4 separate regions of the Sus scrofa genome follow, and all the other regions are linked to region 2. A link is a contact called in public HiChIP or PLAC-seq and promoter capture Hi-C data. All regions are on one chromosome and are shown on one strand. Each heading gives the region's core, a stretch centred on a gene start, on an enhancer-like site or on the middle of the called end of the contact. The rest is flanking DNA. Distances are from core to core; before and after follow the strand shown.

Evidence for each region. Promoter capture Hi-C pulls out the DNA fragments that hold promoters and counts their contacts. HiChIP or PLAC-seq counts read pairs in DNA pulled down with a chosen protein or histone mark.
Region 1: a contact with region 2 is called in a promoter capture Hi-C map of liver, with 11 times the contacts expected there. The contact joins the promoter of EFCAB2 here to the promoter of CNST in region 2. A contact is called at or near these places in 1 of 5 promoter capture datasets (liver) and 2 of 2 datasets of contacts at active chromatin or transcription factors (alveolar macrophages and skeletal muscle).
Region 3: an H3K27ac HiChIP or PLAC-seq map of alveolar macrophages shows a contact between it and region 2. The contact joins the promoter of HNRNPU here to the promoter of CNST in region 2. A contact is called at or near these places in 1 of 5 promoter capture datasets (liver) and 1 of 2 datasets of contacts at active chromatin or transcription factors (alveolar macrophages).
Region 4: an H3K27ac HiChIP or PLAC-seq map of alveolar macrophages shows a contact between it and region 2. The contact joins the promoter of LOC100739755 here to the promoter of CNST in region 2. A contact is called at or near these places in 2 of 2 datasets of contacts at active chromatin or transcription factors (alveolar macrophages and skeletal muscle).

The regions. Positions count from the first base shown.
Region 1 is chr10:17,556,136-17,559,616 of Sscrofa11.1, forward strand. EFCAB2 (EF-hand calcium-binding domain-containing protein 2) reads left to right here and starts at 2,089. Exons shown (of 6, transcript XM_005653792.3): 1 at 2,089-3,270. The coding sequence starts at 2,879.
Region 2 is chr10:19,044,257-19,047,962 of Sscrofa11.1, forward strand. CNST (consortin) reads left to right here and starts at 2,128. Exons shown (of 11, transcript XM_021064469.1): 1 at 2,128-2,437. TFB2M (dimethyladenosine transferase 2, mitochondrial) reads right to left here and starts at 2,087. Exons shown (of 8, transcript XM_021064472.1): 1 at 1,632-2,087; 2 at 432-520. The coding sequence starts at 1,935.
Region 3 is chr10:17,495,156-17,498,435 of Sscrofa11.1, forward strand. HNRNPU (a long non-coding RNA gene) reads right to left here and starts at 1,845. Exons shown (of 16, transcript XR_002336237.1): 1 at 954-1,845; 2 at 1-107.
Region 4 is chr10:17,470,129-17,473,344 of Sscrofa11.1, forward strand. It overlaps LOC100739755 (cytochrome c oxidase protein 20 homolog), which reads left to right and starts at 1,709. Exons shown (of 4, transcript XM_005653791.3): 1 at 1,709-1,876. The coding sequence starts at 1,835.

The DNA.
Region 1 (3,481 bases), core at 839-3,338, 1.5 Mb before region 2:
TATTGAAATATATTCTGAGGAAAAAGAAATATAGCTGTAATTAATTTGCTATTGCCCAAAGTAAGCTAATAATGTTTAAAAAGCATTGAAAGAGTAATATAATCAGAGGTCAGGTTTCCAAAACCAAAGAAAAGTGGAAACCTCCAGCAAGCATCAGCGTAGTGTCTGCATTTACACATTGGCGTAGGTGGCTTTTGTCACTTGGATGGTAATTTTTTTTTTTTCACTTTGTGGAAAGTTTTCCAGACTAATTATTTTTAGGACTAATCAGCCAATTAGTCAATTGAAAATATTAAGCTCCTAGTATGTGTCCCAAGTTGGGACAGATACTGTGTATATATAAAAGGTCTAGGAGTTCCCGTCGTGGCTCAGTGGTTAACGAATCCGACCAGGAACCATGAGGTTGTGGGTTCGGTCCCTGCCCTTGCTCAGTGGGTTAAGGATCCGGCGTTGCTGTGAGCTGTGGTGTAGGTTGCAGACAAGGCTCGGATCCCGCGTTGCTGTGGCTCTGGCGTAGGCCAGTGGCTACAGCTCCGATTCGACCCCTGGCTTGGGAACCTCTACATGCTGCGGGAGCGGCCCAAAGAAATAGAAAAAAAAAAAAAAAGGTCTATATGTTGGGCTCCAGTCTTCAAATCTAATTGGGGAGGGAGGGGTTAGTTAACATACATTAAGTATTTTTTTATCATTTAAATTAGAGAAACAATGTTGTCTTAAATGTGCTGTTGGCTTTCGGAGAAGTACAGATTAATGTGGCTTGAAATAATCTAAATAATAAAGTTTGTTTCCCATTAAGTCTTTGAGAAGACTAAATTTTGTCCTAATTTTATTTATTTATTTATTTTTTTGCTTTTTAGGACTGCACCTACAGCATATGAAGATTCCCAGGCTAGGGGTTGAATCGGAGCTACAGCTGCCGCCTACACCACAGAGAAATGCAGGATCCAAGCCGGGTCTGCAACCTACACCACAGCTCACGGCAACACCGGATTCTTAACCCGCTGAGCGAGGCCAGGGATCGAACTCCTGTCCTCATGGATACTAGTTGGGTTCGTTAATCACTGGGCAACGAAGGGAACTCCACTCCTGCCCTAATTTTAAAAACGTACATTATTTCTGGGAGTTCCTGTGTGGCTCAGTGGTAACAAACCCAACTAGGATGCATGAAGCTGCGGATTCGATCCCTGGCCTCAGTCATCAGGTTATGGATCTGGCATTGCTGTGAGCTGTGGTGTAGGTCACAGATTCAGCTCGGATACCATATTGCTGTGGCTGTGGAGTAGGGCGGCAGCGGAAGCTCCAATGTGACCACTAGCCTGGGAGCTTCCATATGCCTTGGGTCTGGCCCCAAAAAGAAAGAAAGAAAAAAAAAAGGCATTATTTCAAACATGGAGAAATTGTTCTAGGCACTGGGGATATATGGACAAATAAAGCACAACTTGTCCTCAAGAGCTTACCTTTGATAGGCGGAAAGAAATAAACAAAGTCATTGCAAATCACTGCAAGAGGATTTACCAGTAGGGCACCTCCAAGGAAAGGGTTGACAGGGAAAGCTTCAAGTACTTGACCTTCAGGGATGTCACTGACGACAGGGAGAGGACAAATGTGTGTCTGTGGGGGGGTGAATACTGGGAGGGGAGAGAGAGAGGAGGGAAAGGCATTCCAGAAAAAGAAAACTGAAAGCAGCGTCTGAGCCTGTAGGGAACCTGAAGCTGGGGTTTTCCACATTTATTTCAAAGACCTTCATCATCTATATGGAAAGAGGGGTCTTTTAAAACATATAACTAGACCATAATGACTATGAAATTTAAATATACATGCTAATGATTACTTTCCCCTATTTTTCAGCTGTTCACAATTATATCCCATGTATGTAAGAATCTATCTTCAGATACGAGCCATTTTGTGATGATTCAATTGTTTCTAGTCAATTTCAAAGGGAATGATCAGAGCACCACATGAATATCTTCTACAGAAAAAAATATTTTAACAAAGATTATTAGTCAACTTAAGGTTTTAAGGGATTACAGAACTAGAATAAAAGGAGCATAAAAACTCAGGTAATAAAACCGTTTGATATCTTATATTTTGAAGGCCTCTTAATATTTAGCTAACGGCTTATAAACATTCACATAAAATCACATAAATGAATACACAGATGCACTTAAAATCACCTAAAATTCGTTTTAAAATATATATATTCTCTTGAACTACACCATTAGGGATATTATTCAAAAATCATTTTCGAAAGAAAACATTCTAGTAAGCTTTCCCTTAAAAAGAGAAAAAATTTCCCATCATGCTACAGCTTCAAAGTTTCAGAAACGCTTGATTTCAAACTTTCCCTGGGTACCTTTAACGGGTGGTCTGGTCAAATTTCACACCTAAGCACATTTCCACCTACTAACGGTGAGCATAACAGGGGTACTTTTTTGTTGCTATGAGAACCTTCTATTTTGTATCCGAAATCGCAGCCTTGACAACGCAAATGTTTGCGCCTGTTTTACACATGTTTTTCGACTGCGATTCCGCTCCTCCTAGTAATAACAGCCTAATGGCTCTGGTTTCCTCCCGCGCCGGCCCAGTTTTCCGTCCCAGCTCCAGCTCTCGGCCGCCGCCTCTGGGAGCGGGAGGCGAGTCCTGGACGGGAGAAAACCGAGGGCAGGAGGTGGGGCAGGTCCGGCCCCTCCGTGGCCTGCGGACGCCAAGCGGAGGCGGCGGGATGGCGGGCTGCTTTTGTCATCCCTCGGGAGCTGAGCTCTGCACCCAGTTCTCCAGCTGCGTTTAAAAATCTGCAGTAGGAAAAAAAAAAAAAAAAAAAATCGAGCAACGCCAGGTCCAAAGAACTGGAGGGGAGGGGGAGTGCAGTGTGTCCGTGATGTCCCCAAATGATCAGAGACAAGAACAGGAGGGGTTCCAGGCTTTATTATTAAATACTTCCTCCAAGCCAGAGAAACCTGGGCTCAGGCCTCGGTTCTGGAAGGAGGAGGATGATGTGAGGGACGGGGCGCGGGGGGCGCGTCCAGGCTTCCGGCCTCCAGGGCGTCAGAGGGTCGTGGCGGGAACGGGGAGGGCGCGCGCTCGGAGCTTCCCCCCCACCCCCCGCTCCAGGGTCTTTTTCCCTTGGGATTCGGAGATGCCCATCCTCCGGGCTGGCCTCGCCGCGGGGCAGGAGGGGGCCGGGGCGCCGCGACCTCGCCTAGCGACCGGCCTCTCCCGGGCGACGGCGCCGCAACAAGATGGCGGACGACAGAGAGAGGGAAGGCACAGGTAAGAGGCGCCGCGGGAGCCCGGCCCTCACCGCCCGCCGCGACCCCGGGCCGCGCGGAGGAGCTCCGGCCGGGGTGGGTCTCCCTGCCTCTGGGGCCCCGCCCTCAGCGAGACGCAGACTCAGCCGCAGCCTGCCGCGCGCCCGGCAGGGGAGGGGAGGCCCCCTCCCCCGCTCCCGCCGGCTTCCCCGCCCCGCCGCTCCGCCCTCCCG
Region 2 (3,706 bases), core at 878-3,377:
AAATTTTGTCTGAATGTATCAATTCTTTCTTACCTTGGGAACTCTAAATCCAGAGTTAACATAGTCTTATGTTAGCACTCTACATCTAATCTTTTACTCCAACTAGACTCTAAGCTTAGTTCTAAGCCTTAAGAAAGAAGGGGCACAGCATAGTCTACTAGTGATGACAAAACAAGCCTCGAGATACCAATTTAACATTTTAATCAAAGTTATCCATCTGTAGCAGAGATAGAACCAGAAAAAGAAAAGTCTCTGAATCCAATCTTCTAGTAATTCAACAAACATTGATATTTACTATGTCCTAGTCACTGGGAGCAATATATTTAAGGCATGGCCCCTGAAAACAATTCTTTGAAGATAAACTATGCTTACCTAAACCAGTCAAAGGTAGCTGATTGAACAATAAGTTATTTCTAGAAACAAAAATATACCTCCAATTGTGGAATAAAAGCTTTGTCACTTTCACAGGCAATCACTCTGGCACCACTTTCAAGTAATGCTCGTGTCAGGAATCCAGGACCTAATACATTAACAAAATGAAAACTTTATTTGCAAAAGAAAATAATTTCTTTCAATATAAAGAAATCACGTTTTACCTGGATAACCTAATTATTTTTCTTCTTTTTGTGGCCATGCCTGAAGTGTCCTGGCTAGAGGTCCAACTGGAGCTGCAACTGCTGAGCTATGCCACAACCACAGCAAATCGGGATCCTTAATCCACTGAGGCGGGAGATCGAACCAGCATCCTCACAAACACTATGTCAAGTTCTTAACCCTCTGACTCACAGTGGGAACCCCTGTATGATCTAATTTTAATTCTCACAACATCCCCAGAGTATAATTACTCTATATAAGGAAACTGGGAATTAAATACAGTCACTTGACTCCAACATCACAATTGGTTAAGCAGTGCTCCTTGGCTTTGAATTTATTCCATTGAAGACTGCAAAGCCTGTCCCCTTTATTTTTTTTTGTCTTTTTAGGGCCACACCCCGTGGCATATAGAAGTTCCCAGGTAGGAGGTCAATCTGAGCTGTAGCTGCCGGCCTACACCACAGCCACAGGAATGTGGGACCCTAGCCATGTCTGCGACCTACACCACAGCTCACCGCAACGCCGGATCCCTGACCCACTTAGCGAGGCCAGGGATCAAACCCAAATCCTCTTCGATGCTAGCTAGTCGGATTCGTTTCTGCTGAGCCACAATGGGAACTCCAAAATCAGCACTCTTAATCACGATGTTTTACTATCTCTCAAGAAAAAATCCCAAAAAACCAAACCAAAAAAGACTGCCTTTAGCCTACCACTTTCAGGCTATCTGCCAGACCTAAACAGAACTAATTCATGATAGGAAATAGTGCTTTAAAAAAATTCTTTGTCAAGTTTATAAATCTTGTGCTCCCAGTATCCTGCTATGGTCTATAAAAGATGCACAGAAAAGATAAAAGTTGTTTTGGGAAGACGGGGAAATAGAAGCACAGCTTTTATCAAAATACTTTTCAAAGTGCAAACTGCTACGGAAATATCTTGTGGTGTCATGATTAACACAGACCATATAAACTGCTCAAATCCTGTTTTAGACGATCTGCAGAAGTGAATATCCAAGAAAATGCAGTCCATGAAGGACTCACCCGGATTGCACTCCAGGAAGAGCTGGCCAGATTTTCGTTTTCTTCGCAGGATCCGCACCAAGTTCTCAGCCACTCTCGGATTAGTTATGTACCGCTTGGGTTCTGAGTTGTGCTTGTACACACGCGACTTCCCGAAACCCACACAGGGCACCAGCTTCGGTTGGAAATCAGACAAGGCACGGCGGTGCCCCGCCGGAACATCCTTCCTCCTTGCCGCTCCGGACCTCAAAGTGCAAAAGCGCCCAGGGACGGTCAAGGCTGAGAGCGTTAGCCGTGGTGGAAGCCCCGCCCATGGGACCCACATTGTCCCCCTCTAAGGTTCGTCCCAAAGTCACCCGGGCTCGTTACAACGTTGACGAACTCCATACAGGACGACCCACGTGCAACCTCTCCTGATCCCGGGACTACGCCGGCGGAAGTAAACACTCCACACTGTGCGTGCGAGCGACCTCGCCGGTGTGACCTTGACGTCACATCCGCTTCCGTGCCGGCACAGACGCCCGAGGGTTGTGAGTGGACGGCCGGAGGTAGCTGGGCTCCTACTCTATGGTCGTCAGCCCTCTGTACCTCCTCTCTAGCCGCCCGCGCTCTATGCTCCGCGGTCAGGGGCCGCCGGCCGCCAGCCCGCCCGCCGGGAGGGGTGCGCAGAGAGAGGCGGGGCGGGAAGGCAAGAGGTGTCCCCTCCACCCGAACGGCGGGAGACCCGAGCAAGCTCTGTGACAGCTCGTCGGCCGCCATGTCAGCGAGCGGGGCTGGAAACAGACCCGGCGCCCGGTGGTAGCCCTCCTTTCGTCTCCCGTTCCCAGGTGAGGAGAGGACGAGTGGGACGCAGGGGGCCGGCCAGCTCGCGGCCCTGGGAAAAGCCTTTGGGAACCCACTCGCTCCTCCCCCGGTGCTGTCCTCCCCCGGCGGCGGAGCCGCCTCTGCCCTCCTGGTGCGGTGGAGCGCGGTACTCTCACCCCCGCCCCGTCTCCGCTCTCCTGTTTTTCTCTCTTTTCTCTCGCCGCCCTCGTCTCTCCTTGCGCAGCGCGCCCATTTCTCCCTCCCTAGGGCACTCGCGCCCAAAGCCGTCCCTCGCCCGGCTCCCCGCGGAGCCTGCGGCTGCCGCTGTGCCTCTGTTCCTTCCTGTTCTGCTGCTCATAGCCCCGACTCTCCATCCCTGAGAGGGGTTTTATCTTCCTTCCTACCTGTGTTTTTTGGTTTTTTTTCCGCTCACCGCCTTGGTTGTCAGGAACCGCCTAGTGTCTCCCTTCCTTTCCTCCTCCTGGGACAATGTTTACCTTGATTGTTATTTTTAATTTGCGTATTTAAAAGATTTAAAATTAAGATTTAAAAGCTTACAATGTATTTCTAAGCTTCAGAAGATTAAGGTCTTTGGATGCTTATTTTGTTGCCTTTGTAAACTTAGTCAAAGACATTGTACCGTGGAATGCAATTTAAAAGACCAGTTCCAAAGACTCTAAAAATAGGATGCTCTAATGGAAATTTTGGCAGTCTTTTTACCTATTGGACGGTGTTAGAAGGCTCAATTCTTTGAGAGTGATTTCAGTGATTAAGGATCATACTCAAAAAGAGCTTTATCCAAAACCCTTTCCACCAAGGCAAGAAACCGCAGCCAGTCAACTTCCTATTTTAAAATATGTACAATTCTTTCTGCTTACTTTCCTGGGAGCGTAGTTGAGCTTGGCATTTAAATGCACAAGGAAAAGGTTTCTAAGGAATGCATCACCTAGCAAATAGGAGCCAGAAGATTTACTCTGTGGATGAATCGCATATGGATAAAGAATTGGTGGCCAAATATGACCTTTTTCGGAGTATATATTTGTTAGGCACCGTAGAAAGTATCTCACCAACTCTTTTGGAAGCCGTGGGGACTCTTTGGTCTTAATTTTTTAATATCCTTTTAAAATACAATTTCCCCGTTGACAGTTCTCTAGGAGTTATTTGTGCATCCTCTAAACACCTGAGTGAGTTCCATCCCCCTTATCCTTTACCTAGCTGTCTCCGCCTCTGTCCTTATAAAAATATTTTCGTAGATTCAGAAATATACTCGATCCCCCCCACACAAGGGCCCG
Region 3 (3,280 bases), core at 595-3,094, 1.5 Mb before region 2:
ATACTTATTCTCTTCAATATATTCAAAATATCCACGGCCATGGTCTTCTCGAGGTCTTTTAACACCTCTCTTTTTATCTCCGCCTTTCTGTTCTGTTTTGCCGTCTCCTACAATACACGACACCACCTTATAAGACACCACGTCGCGAAACAACAAACAAAAAAAGCTTTTTTTTTTGAAGTTCCAAAAAGCTCGACTTCCCAATTCATTTTTGTAAGTAGTTTCAATCGAGAATTCAAACGCGAATTCAAAAAACAATCGGCTTGGAACTAGATTGGAATTAGTGACGCAGTACTAAGTACATTGCTAATTTTGCCCGTCCCCTCGAAAATTCGAGAAAGCTAATGAAAACTAGCGCGGCCCAGGCCCGAGCCCACGTGTATCCCGGAGAGAGTTCAGGAAGGGGGGAGGGGCCGAGGCGCCCAGCCCGCACTCCCCTCCCCCACCCGGGCCCGCGCTCCCCGCGGCCGCATTGTACTGCTCGCCGCCAGCCCCGCCCGGCCCCGCCCGCCGGAAGTGACGTCACGCCGAGCCCGGCGCGCCTTGCACAATACCGCGGCCCGGAGCCGCCACGGCGCGCCGCCGGGGCCCCGGGCCTCCCCTCCCCCCGGAGACATGTGCCCGCACCGCGCGCACGCAGCGCAGCGGCGCCGCCGCGGCTCCTCCCCCAACAGCGGCAGCTGCAGCCCCCCCCCCGGGCTCCCCCCTCCCGCTCTAGCCACATAATGGAGGCGCTGCCGCCGCCGTCACACTGCGAGCCGAGGCCTCACGCCTAATCCGGGATTCCCCGCGGCCTCCCCGCCCGCCCGCTCGCCGCGGCCCCCGCCCCCCCGGGGGCGCCCTCCCGCGGCGGGGCATCCCTCCCCTCCCCCAGCGGGGCTCCGGCAGGCCTGGGCACGGTCCCCACCCCGCGCGGGCCTCCCGCCGCGCGCAACCAACCACGCAGCACTCACCCGCCGCCGGAGCCCCGGGGCGACCGCCGCCTCCGCCGCCTTCCGCCTTCTTCTTACCTCCCGCCTGCTGCTGGCCCTGCCTCGCCCCGGGCGGCGCCACCGTCACCGCGAACAGCGACGTGGGGCCGCTGCTCTTCCCTGCGGCCTCCTTGGCGGCCCCGCGCTGCTGCTGGGGCTGTTGCTGCGGCGCCGCCGGCGGTTGAGGCTGCTGCTCCCCGTGCCCGTTCTCGTCGCCCGCGCCTTCCTCCTCCTCGCCGAGCTCATCCTCCCCTTCCTGGAAGCCCTGGTCGTCGCCGTTCTCGTCCTCCGAGGCGGCCTCCTCCTCTTCCATCGGGCCCGAGTCGGCCGCCCCCGCGGCGCCGTTCTCCTCCCCGAGCTCCATCTGGTCGCCATCCAGGGCGGCGATCCCTTCCTCCTCCTCCTCTTCTTCCTCCTCCTCCTCGTCGCCACCGGCCGCGGCCTCCTGCTCGAGGCCTGCTCCCGAGCGCTCGGCGGAATCCCCGCCCAGGTCTAGGCTGCCGTTCCCAGGCTCCATGGCGGGGCGGCCCCCGGCCTCCTCGTCGTCCAGCGCGGCCTGGAGACGCTCCATGAGCTCGGCCTTGAGGCCCTTGTCGGACAGGCGCCGCTTCTTGAGCTCCTCCTTCAGCTCCGACACCTTCAGCTTTTTCACATTAACAGGCGAGGAACTCATGGTGAGGCCCCGATTCACCGCTAGGCGCTGGCTCAAACTGGACTCCGCTCACTCGGCCACTGGCGGCGGCTGCGGCTGCTGCTCGGCCCGGGCGGCGGCTGCGGCTGCGGCTGGAGGTGGGTTTGTGCTGCAGAGCGGACCCGCCTGGTGTCGAACGGCGCCAATTCCTTTCACCGAGTTCGCGAGGGAGACGCGGAGACTCGCCTAGCGCGAGCGAGCACGCAACGTCCTCTCGCAGGAGCGGTGCCGCGCACGTAATATAGCCGCCCCGCCCCTGCGCCGGCGGAGCGCCCGCGCTCGCCCCGCCCCGCCCACACCAGTTCCTCCCGCCCCCACCCGAATCGCGGGCCCGGAGCGCGGCGCCGCGCCGCGCACTGCGCTTCCAATTGGGGCCGAGCAAATGGAGGAGGAGGAAACCGCCTTCAGTTAAACCGACCCACTGCAACATCTATTGGTCTTTCCAGCTCTTTGGTGTCGAGGCTTGTTTTGCTCTTTGCCTTCCAGCCCTTCTGTCCAAATGCTTTTAGTCCTCAGACTGGCCTTTTCCACTTGACTCCGCCACCTATTCTTCCATTTTAGATTTGTCTTATCTATTTCTCCAGCTATTTGTTTAAAACGCCTTAAAATTGTATTTCAGCTTTGATTTGTGCAACACAAATTGGCAATTACAATACGCAGGGGATTTTCTTCCGCTTAATATTTGGTTTAATTTTTCTAAGTCCTGCCTTGCGGATTGAATTTTAAACTCAAGCAGGGCCTTTCTTTTGTCTCTCCCACGACCCCTACTGCAAGCCTTCAAAGATGAGATGCTTGCTTTCCGGAGCGTGTCCTCCACTCCATACTGCAAAGCGTACTCTGCCGGCCTTGTCATGGCACTGTCAGCCAAAGAAGTTAAATAAACCTCAGAATTGCATTTCTGTGTTTTCTTTACCTACCAACCGAAAAGACGGACCTTCTGTAAGATTTATTCCAATTTAGGATCTGGTCGTCCAGTTATGAAAAGTCCTTGTAGCTGACAATGAGGATGAGACCCAGCTAAGATCACACACTTTGATTCTATTCCCGTGTCTCCAGAAATACTTTGGACCAAATTATGCTGAAACCCTAATAAAAGCTTATGCAAAACAAAGGGTTGTGATTTTGTAAATAGAAAATAATCACTCCCGAAAAGAAATGTTATTTCAGTGTGCCTTCGACGTTTAATTTTTCTCTTTACTAAATAAAACGTGTGTTACATTCCTCAAGTTTTAGGTAGCAGTGCCAGAATTTAGATTTGTGATAGAGACAAGTATTAAACCCGGTAGAATCTGCACAGGGGCTAGCCAATGTTCTAGTCTAGTTTATCTCTGACTAAGGAGGTCAGCTTTACACACTGCTTGGTGCTTTAGCTGGCAGAATAATGCTGCCCCAATTTTAATTTGAAATTTGGAAAAATACACATGTGAACTCTCTTCCCTGGGTCGTATGATTTGACTGATCGATAAATTTTATTTTTATTTTTTTGTCTTTTTAGGGCCGCACCCGCAGCATATGGAGGTTCCCAGGTTAGGGGTCAAATCAGAGCTGTAGCCGCTGGCCTACACCACAGCTCAGGGCAACGCCAGATCCTTAACCCACTGAGTGAGGCCAGGGATTG
Region 4 (3,216 bases), core at 459-2,958, 1.6 Mb before region 2:
AAAAAAAGAAAGTAGTTTGGAAAGAGATGTATTAAACTGTTAGTTGTCTTTACCTTAAATAGGGGAGAAAAAAGGAATGAAAGCGAAAGAGATCTTTTCATTCTAAAAACTTTGAGAATAATTTTTAAAAAACAAACATGCAAGTTCATGCCATTTTTGTGAAATTATTATTGGTATAAAGAAATAACAACATATGAAAATGCTTTGCAAAGACAAGTGAAATGGACCCTAGGTTAGTTTACCTTAGCAATTTTTCAAAGTCTCAGCAAAAAATAAAATAGGATGGCCATGGAATTTTTCCAATTCTCCTTCCTTTACAACATAATCAGGAATGACTTCAAATGTAATTATGGAATTACACTGCTTCACTCTTTAAGGAATATTCTGCCTTAAATATTACCTTCCAGACCAAGAGTTCAAAGCATAGTTACCGCACAGATTTTCAGATGAGAGCCCCAAACTGGCAGGATGGGGGGACGGGGTGGAAAGAGTAGGGGAATGACATTTATTCTATGTCCTAATTAATAGTAGAGCGGTATGTTAGAGCAGTTTAATCTAACCAAAAGTTACTTATTTTTAAAAATAACTGTCACACACAAGTCATAAAATGCGATTGTTGGAAGATTGTAGTAAATGATGATGAACGTATAAGGAATAAGAAAACGCTCGACAGCTGACAGCAAATAACCGCCTTATCCAGCCGCAGCATGACTCTGCACCATGACACACTCTAAAGCTTGGGTATTTTCCCAGGAGAATACGCTGAAATACAAAGGTCCACAAAGAGAGGAGGCATAAAGATTTGGATAGGGACATTTTCTTTTAGGGTGGACAGAAAAAAAAAAAAAAACAGGAAAAGGAATTGCACTGTTTAAAGTGCTGAGAAAATGGTCAGAGCCCATCTGCCACCCAAGAGGCCCACACGCAGATTTCACGTTAAGCCGCAGTCCTGGGGAGCGAGCATCCGTGGACCACCACCCAGCGTACAAGGACGCGCGTCGCAGCCTTTTCCCACTTGGCCCCGCCCGCCTCCCTGCCTGCACGGCGGGCACAGACGTCCTGACGCATCCGCATTGACGAGCTGCTCCCTCCATTTTGTCCCCAGTCTCCTTCAGGCGCACCGAGCGGCGCTATTTTAAAGCCACTCCCAGATGGAACCAATGCAGGGAGGCGGCGGAGTGGGTGCGGGACCACGCTTTGCCGGAGGCCGGCACTCGGGGATAAATGACGGCTGGTGCTGGTGGAGCTGCCTGGGGCGCCCAGGGCTCGACCCGGGCCGGAGGACAAAGGACACAGAGGGGACGCGGGCCGCATGCCAGCACGGGCCGACTTCCGGGCCGTGAGCTGGGAACGTGGGGCGGGGGAAGGGGGTCCCGTTCGCAGGACAAAGCGGCGGCGGCGCGCACGCCCCATCCGCGCGGCCCCGCCCGCCCGCCCGCCGCGCGCGCCCGGCGCCCAAACACGCGAGCGCGCGCGGGCGACGGTTAGAAATGGCGGTTGGGGCCAGAGGGGCGGGGGCGGGAAGATGTGCCGCCTCGTGGTGCTAAGCGTCCGGGCCCGTAGTTGCTTCACGGGCCCTCTTCCTCCGCCTGGTGCAGGCCCTAGAGATGGGGAGAGCCGCTGTGGGGAAGGCGTGACTCCTTCAAGTGAACAAAGGAAATGGCGGCCTCTGCCGAGGAAACCGACGCGGACAACGCTGCAGCCGCCGACACTGGGAGACGTTCCCTAAAATGGCGGACTGCGCGGGCGCGGGCGGGGCGAGGACGCGGGCGGGGCGTCCGTTCGAGGCGGCCCTCGGCGGCGGCGGGGCGGGGCGGAGGCGCCGACTGCTCGCATGGCCGCCACGCCGGAACCCGGCGAGCCCGGGAAGGGGAAGGTAACCGGGGGACAGCGGGGCGCGCGGGCTGGGGGCGGGGGTGAGTGAGGCCCGGACGGGCGGGCGCGGCGCGTAAGGACGCGGCCTCTGGAGCTGCGAGACCCAGACGGGAGCGCGTGTCGTTCGCTTCTCTGCCCGCGGACAGACCCCCCCCCCCGCCCGCCTTCCGTCCCTTTTTTACCTTAATTGCCGTGGCTTTAATGACATACACGAGGAGGATGAGGGGACAGGTACCGGTAATTTACTGCAGCTCACAGACTCATCCCTTTGGGAATATTTTGTCTTGCATTGTAATTTGTTAGTCAAGAGATTGCAAAATTCCCCGAGGACGGCTGCCTTGTGCAGCAGGCTCTATGCTTCACTGAAAGCGCTTAACTTAGGGGAGTTGGGAAAGGTAATCGAGTGCGTTTATATCGAGAACTGGAGGGTCAGATGAAACGCTTGAGGTGTTTTCTCCTTTACCCTTTCGCTCGACCACGTGGAGTATGCAGGATTCTATGGACCCGATCGTTCCCGTCGCTGGCCTTCCTGCCCTGCCTGGCCCCTGTGGGCTCCCCTGTAAAATGGATAATTTCACTTCTCTGTCTAAAACCCAGTCGTATCAGTCCATTGCTCTCAGGTTAAAATCCGAATTTCTTGGCCTGGAAATGTGAAGGTTGTTACCTAACGCTGGCGGTTCAGCCTTCGGCTCTTCCGATGCTTTGCCGGTGGTGGATTGAATAAATCTAAACAGGGCCGTCTCTGGTCTCCCCTGCAGGGCTTCCTGACTCCCTAAAGGAGACAGGTGCTTCTGCCTCCACCTGCCAGGACACCTTGTACACAGCCGTATCGTTAGACTGGAAGTCAATCTTTGTCTTGTTTTTAAGAGCGGGGGACCCAGTTTTGATATCCTCAGTGCAGCTAACAAGTGTTCATGAAAAGATAATGCCCCCCTCAAAAAAACCCACCTTAAAATAGTAAGCTATAGAGATAGTAACATTGGATCAGTTATTCACAAATATTTATCGAAGACCTACTCTGTGGCCACATGTGCGGAGATGTGGGATATGATGGATTTTGCAGAACGGTTGCCTCTAGGAGACCTTGGTGGTGCTGTTTCCAGAGTGCACGGATAAATGTCTCCTTGAAGAGTTAAAAGGGATAGTAGATTTGTTAAATGGAGAAGTTTAGTTCTGCAGTGACAAGGAGCAGAAAAATGGGACGGTAGCTTGGATGGGTGGCAGGGGGCTGTAAAGAGAAGGGTGGTTTGTTTTGCATGTTTCTAGACCAGAGAGCATTAAGTATAAATGTAAGTAAACAAGGGACAACAACAGAAGTAGAGTTCTTGAGAGTCCAAAGAC